2 separate regions of the Mus musculus genome follow, and region 1 is linked to region 2. A link is a contact called in public HiChIP or PLAC-seq data. All regions are on one chromosome and are shown on one strand. The core of a region is the stretch at or near the end of the contact, and the rest is flanking DNA. Distances in the headings are between cores, read along the strand shown.

The links. HiChIP or PLAC-seq counts read pairs in DNA pulled down with a chosen protein or histone mark.
Region 1: a contact with region 2 is called in an H3K4me3 HiChIP or PLAC-seq map of bone marrow-derived macrophages, with 6 times the contacts expected there. The contact joins two enhancer-like sites. A contact is called at or near these places in 18 of 484 Hi-C or Micro-C datasets (CD8 T cells, the CH12 cell line, the G1E-ER4 cell line and 9 more), 11 of 115 datasets of contacts at active chromatin or transcription factors (CD8 T cells, T-cell acute lymphoblastic leukemia, bone marrow-derived macrophages and 5 more) and 4 of 9 other capture datasets (adipose tissue, embryonic stem cells, liver and 1 more).

What each region holds. Positions count from the first base shown.
Region 1 is chr6:54,932,952-54,935,733 of GRCm38.p6, forward strand. It overlaps Nod1 (nucleotide-binding oligomerization domain containing 1), which reads right to left. Exons shown (of 12, transcript NM_172729.3): 8 at 1,444-1,527; 9 at 609-692. Among named protein-coding and RNA genes, the nearest start is that of Nod1, 38 kb to the right of the region's middle. Within about 2 kb of position 1,525, at least 54 of the 459 cell types and tissues checked have an H3K27ac peak or open chromatin away from gene starts, as enhancers often do. A contact at or near this core is called in CD8 T cells, adipose tissue, bone marrow-derived macrophages and 2 more, where this site is marked.
Region 2 is chr6:54,698,328-54,701,232 of GRCm38.p6, forward strand. Mturn (maturin, neural progenitor differentiation regulator homolog (Xenopus)) reads left to right here. Exons shown (of 3, transcript NM_001289740.1): 3 at 653-2,905. The coding sequence ends at 763. Among named protein-coding and RNA genes, the nearest start is that of Mturn, 18 kb to the left of the region's middle. Within about 2 kb of position 1,319, at least 171 of the 459 cell types and tissues checked have an H3K27ac peak or open chromatin away from gene starts, as enhancers often do. A contact at or near this core is called in CD8 T cells, adipose tissue, bone marrow-derived macrophages and 2 more, where this site is marked.

The sequences.
Region 1 (2,782 bases), core at 275-2,774, 230 kb after region 2:
GCAAGGTCTCATGAGTATGGGGAGGCAAGAGTACACAGCAGGGTAATTCAACCTGCTCACAAATAAAGATAGTGGGAAGTGAAGGGTTAAATGGCCTATAAGAGAGATGGGGGGGGTACCCAAAAGCCATATCTGTAACACCCACTTACTAAGTGGGAGGATTCCAGGTTTCTAGAGACAAGCCATCTGGGGCATGGATGCCAAGTCCTGATGTGAGGAATGATAAGAGGCAGCTGCACGGATGAACAGCAGTGCAAGGGGAGGGGAGGAAGGTGGGGAAGGGGAGGGAGGGGAGAAAGGAGGAGGGTGGGAAGGAAGGAGGAGGGAGGGGAGGAAGGAGGAGGGAGGGGAGGAAGGGGAGGTGCCTTTGGGCCAGGCGTGTGAAAGCTGGGCCTGTTTTGAGGGGACTTCTGGCACCTTCAGCTAAGCTGAGAGTAGGTGGCAAAGCCTGCTTCATCCCTGTGGTGGGCCCGGGTTTGTGGAAATAGCTGGGAGAGATTTAATTCACCTTTTAAATAAAGAAGTGCTTTTCAGTTCTGAGTTCATAACCCGTGCAACCTCGGCAATAATGACCAGACCCAACCCTCAAAAATGACTCAAAATGTTACCAGATTACTGTCAGTGTGGTGTTCTGCTTCAGGGCCTGCGCAAGGCTCTTCCCTCCCTCCGGAGAGATGCCATTGAATGCAAGACTAGAAAGGAAGACACAGGGGACGGATTATTACAGGCCTGTCCATGGTTGGCCTTGCCGTCGACACTCAGTCACCTGGGAAGTATCTGTCTGCACACAGCACCAGGCAGGAAGCGGGGTGCTTGGCCCAACAGCAGGAGCCTGAGGGTCTGAAAAGACCTTGTAGAAACAAAGGGAGAACTCCAGGGTTTGCATCTGAGCTGACGGCCAAGGGATCCTGGTGCTCTGAAAGAGGACTGTGCCAGGCTTGTATGTGTGAGGGCATTCACAGGGCTGCTCAGACCATCTGAGAGTTTCAGAAACCCATGGAGTCTTGGACTCCTTTCCATGGTAGAGCCTATAAGACTCTAAGACTCCAAGGCTCTGGGGTCAGGCAAGGACACTAATGGATGGCTGTTCACAGGAAGGGAGGGCCCCCTCTGTCCTAGAGTCATTTGAGAAAGAGGAAGGAACGGGAACCTGCCTGCCAGTGTCCCTTCCGTTTTATCTGGGCTTGAATATTGCTCCTAGCCTCTGCCCCTACAAAGGGTGCCACATGGAGAAACTGAGGGGCTTCAGGTGTCCCGTGTCATCCTGTTGTTCACTGGGCACTTAAGAATAATGCACTTGACCAAAAACTCACACCCACTGAGGAAAACTTCAGCAAGAGAAGCCAAGTGCCAATCAATGTTGCCCTAGTAGAAAAGACAGGCACCCCCTCCCAACAGTTCCTCCCCAGGTCCCTGGAGCCCATATCTCAGAAGGCACGTTACCTGAGAGTGGTCAGGCTGGGGTGGTCCTTCAATGCCTCTGCGAAGGCCTTTGCCCCTTCGTCTCCAATCTGATTACCCCACATCCTGAAAGCAGAGGTAAGAAAAGGACTGTTCCGCGGCCACACCTCCAGCTGATGACAGCTGCCCTCTTGGTTCATTCTCAATAGGCAACTCCCAGAGCAGTTACCTCAGGCCCAGCCTGCAGCTGCCTAAGAAGCCAGCCCTGGGCTACAGTTACAGAGAGCTGTGAAAACAGCAACAGCCTTAAGTCCAGAGAGGCAGATCAGCAGGTTGCGCAGCTCGCAGCTCGAGACCAGCCTCTCTGAACTTTGAGAAGGCTCCAGTGGGAGACACTCAGCCAGCAACTGCCCTAGAAAGAAAATCCCAGGCCACTCTGAAGAGCTGTGCACAGGAGTTAGATGTTCACCCTGGATCAACTGAGGTAGCAAACGGATGGCCACTGGAGATGATTTTGGCCTCCCAGGAAGCCAAGAACTGGAGCTGTGGCTGAAACCTCACCAGCAACCTTACTTGTATGTGGCAAGAATGTTGCCAACCAGGGCCTGAGTTCCACTTCAGTCTCGGTGGATAATTAGAACACTGAAGCTGATCTCCCTGGCCAGGCAGACCTCTCAGAGGGCAAAATAAACAATCTGCCTAGTGAAAGTCTCACATCGAGCTCTGCCTCTGGGAAGAGAAATCTCAGTGGAGAACCCGCCTCCATCAGATGGACCTATAGGAAACTCTGTAAGGCTGGAGAACCCGCCTTCATCAGATGGACCTATAGGAAACTCTGTAGGGTGTGTTCTTGAGGTATGTAAGAAGGCAGGCCGGAGTGAGCCCCAGAAGCTAGCCAGTAAGTAGCAAGCCTCTGTGGTCTCTGCTTCAGGTCCTGCCTCCAGGTTCCTGCTTGAGTTCCTGCCCTGACTTTCCTCAATGATAGGCTGTGACGGGGAAAATGTTAAGCCAAACAAACCCTTCGGTCCTCTAGCTGATTCTGGCCTTAGTGTTTATCACTAAGGCCATTAAAAAAAGTAAACAAAGACAGACACCTATACTGCCTGTGCAACCTCGGGTAAGCATTTAAATGTCTTCAGCCCCAGTTTCTGAAATCCTCCGTCAAACGGGATAACAAGGGCAGCCTTTGCAGAGCATTGAGAGAGGTTGTGTGATACCATAGATGGCAGCCCTTAGAACAGTGCCTGGCCTGGAAGGGCTGGCTGTTTCCATCAGGAAGAGAGGCTCTGTCCCAGGGAACAGGATAAGCTCCCCAGTCTGCCCTCTCGAAACAGCTCCTGCCCTTCATGAAGAGCCAACAGGCTGCTTTCAGGTATGGGCT
Region 2 (2,905 bases), core at 69-2,568:
CTGTGCATTGTCCTGTGACCACATATATGATGTGACATGCATGCAAACACACAAACCAAATGTAAAATTTTAAAAGAAAACTCAACATTTGAATATATTTAATTGCAGTTCTTTTTCTATGTGCATCCATATGAATTTTGAGACAAACTATATCATAATTGACTATTTTTACATTTTATACTCATCTTATATCATTAAGTAATTTTAAGATTCAGTTTTAAGTCTACGTATGATGTTATCTTACTAACATGCCATAAAATTTAACCCTTTGCTACTCATCATATGTCTATGTGCCACTTATCATAAATAACTGCAAGTGTTGCGGGGTGGGTGGGGGAGGAATTTAGCAGAGGATTGATTTGGGGACATAGGCAATGCTTGTGGTGTGACTCACCAACACCGTGGGAGAGGCATGCACATCTACCACATGTGTGGTTTGCGGGGGCGTGCCTCCCCAAGGTCGCCAGTGGAATCAACAGACCATGAAGACTCAGTGTGTTCCCTGTTAAATTTGTAACTGCCCAGGTGGGGGAGGTGAGTCCAGGGTTGCACTCGCAGTGCTAAGCAGGTGAATTTGGGTGTGTGACGCCTTTGGGCTTCTGCCTGCAATGCTTACAGCTGCTGCTTTTCTTGTCCAATTTCTTCTCTCCAGTTGCTGGGGCTTCCAGACGCAGATGACGACGCGTTTGAAGAGTACAGTGCGGATGTGGAGGAGGAGGAGCCAGAGGCGGACCACCCGCAAATGGGGGTCAGTCAGCAGTAAACTCCTAGGTCACCTTGCAGAAGGGGAGTAAGCCCTGTGCACCCCATGGGGTCCGGTCCTCCGGACAGAGTTCGGTGCTCCTGGGGTAGCCCTTTTGCATTAGCACTTCAAAACAGGACATCCCGCTCCTGGCATCAGAATGAAAATGAAATACCCTTTAAATGACCACACAATATCTGTGACGAGGTTTGCTCGGCAGTGACCGGAATTGCCGCCCCACCTTGGTGGGGTCTCTATGGAGATGTCTTGGTAGCTTTTGCCCCTTTGAAGTTAGAGTCCGTCCGTGTTGTGGCTGCCTGTTCCCTCTCGAGTTTATGTTGGAGGATTAATGTTTCCTGACTGGAATGTAGAGAACTCTGAATGTATTAAGGATGTGTTCTGAGTCCTCACAGGTGACCTTGCTGAGGAAAAGCATGACGGAGGAGAAACGCAGCCTGCACTGTTTGTGTACCTTTTAAGTGTCCGTAAGTGAAAGGCTTCGCTTAGAAAGCATGAGTTTTCATATCTAGTCATGCGCATGCGCATGAGCAAGCGCAGAGGGTGAGGGCGGCTGAGGCTCCTTCAGGGAGTTCACCACTGTCTGCGTTGGTTCCCCGGGCGCGCAGCCGCCAGCCACTGGTCAGTGTAGATGCTTCCTGGGTGTTTGATAGTTTTTTTAAAGCATGCTGCTTCCAAAGCCGCTTTTAAATTCTAATAGTGGAAAGTGTAGATGGGGTGAAAGATGTAAACGATTGGTTTCTTGACACTGTCTATAAGCCTGCATATGAAACAGTAACCTTTTCTCTTTATGACGAGACGGCAGCTTACTTAATCGTGAGAACAGCCCGGATCTGAGCAAGTGCCCCTTAAGCTTTGAAGCCATAGGTAAATCTAACAGGAAAAGAAACTAGGATAGAAATATTAATAAAATGAAATCATTTGCTTTCCTAATCTTTTATTCTTTAGAGAATGTCAAGAGGGGCTCCCAGTGAGTTAATTTATTTAAAATTATAATTAATTACTCTAGGGGACCTACTTGCAGTGAAATTTTTAAAGGGACCTGAAAGTAAGAATCTTAATTACGAGATCGCTTGGGTTGCAAGAGGGTGAGTTAATGATCAGGACACACAGACAACTCCCAGGCGTGACTGCTCTCATCATTAGCCAGTAAGTACTTAGCAAGATATTCTCTGATGCCACTGTGAGACCCTTCCACGCGTGTCTCAGGTTCTCATAACTTAGGGTGCAAGTGTCCCTTGACAGTGCTTGACTGCTCTGTGCATCGAGTGTGGGCGTGTTTCAAACGCACACCCACACCACTTATGTTGCTGGTATTTTAAATTTAAAAAAGAAGGAGATGATGAAGAAGAAGGAGATGTCCACGACCACTTGCGCTGACAGGAGCTTGTGTGGATGGCCAGCGTGTATGGGCATTCTCTGTTTAATGCAGGGGCAGTTCGAAGAGTCCCATGCTCCTTGGTGTATTGTAGATTTCAGCTGCTGGGTGATGTCACACACTGGTTTCCATCTGTGCTTTTGTACCTGTGTGTTTTATTGTCTGGAAGAAACTTACTAATACCAAGCCAAGTGAGTTCTCTTGAAGTAGCCCATTAGCAATGTCACACTGAGTGCTCCTTCCAGGGTGCAAGGTCCAGCCTTTGAGTCCTGCCCATCGCCCCACTTTGTGAGCATACAGCAGGGAGAGTGAGCTCTCTGTCTTGTAGGTACTGTCCAGGGCAGGTAACCTTCTTTTACATATGGTTGGTCACACAAATATATGGCTTTTATGGCTAAATGAGGATGCCTGAGCAGTTTGCTCCATTCTGAGGTAACCTGCAATTTTATACACAGAGGCTTCAAATCTAAATTTACATGTGTTTGAACATTAATATAAGATGAATTTTTATCAAAAATGTATTTAAACTTTGACCAGATATACTCGGTGTTATCACATTAATGTTCTCTATTTGTACAAGTTGAGCTAAGACCCCCTCCTAGTGGTGCAGCGGGCTGCTAAAAACTCTCCTCTTCTGCCCAGGGGTGAGGAAGAGAGAATATCCCTGGATGTGGTTGATTTCCACGGCAAACCCCAGAGGCATCCACACATCCATCGTCCTTGCCAGCCTCCTTCCCTCTGCTGTTGTGTGTGTCCCTTCCAGGGTG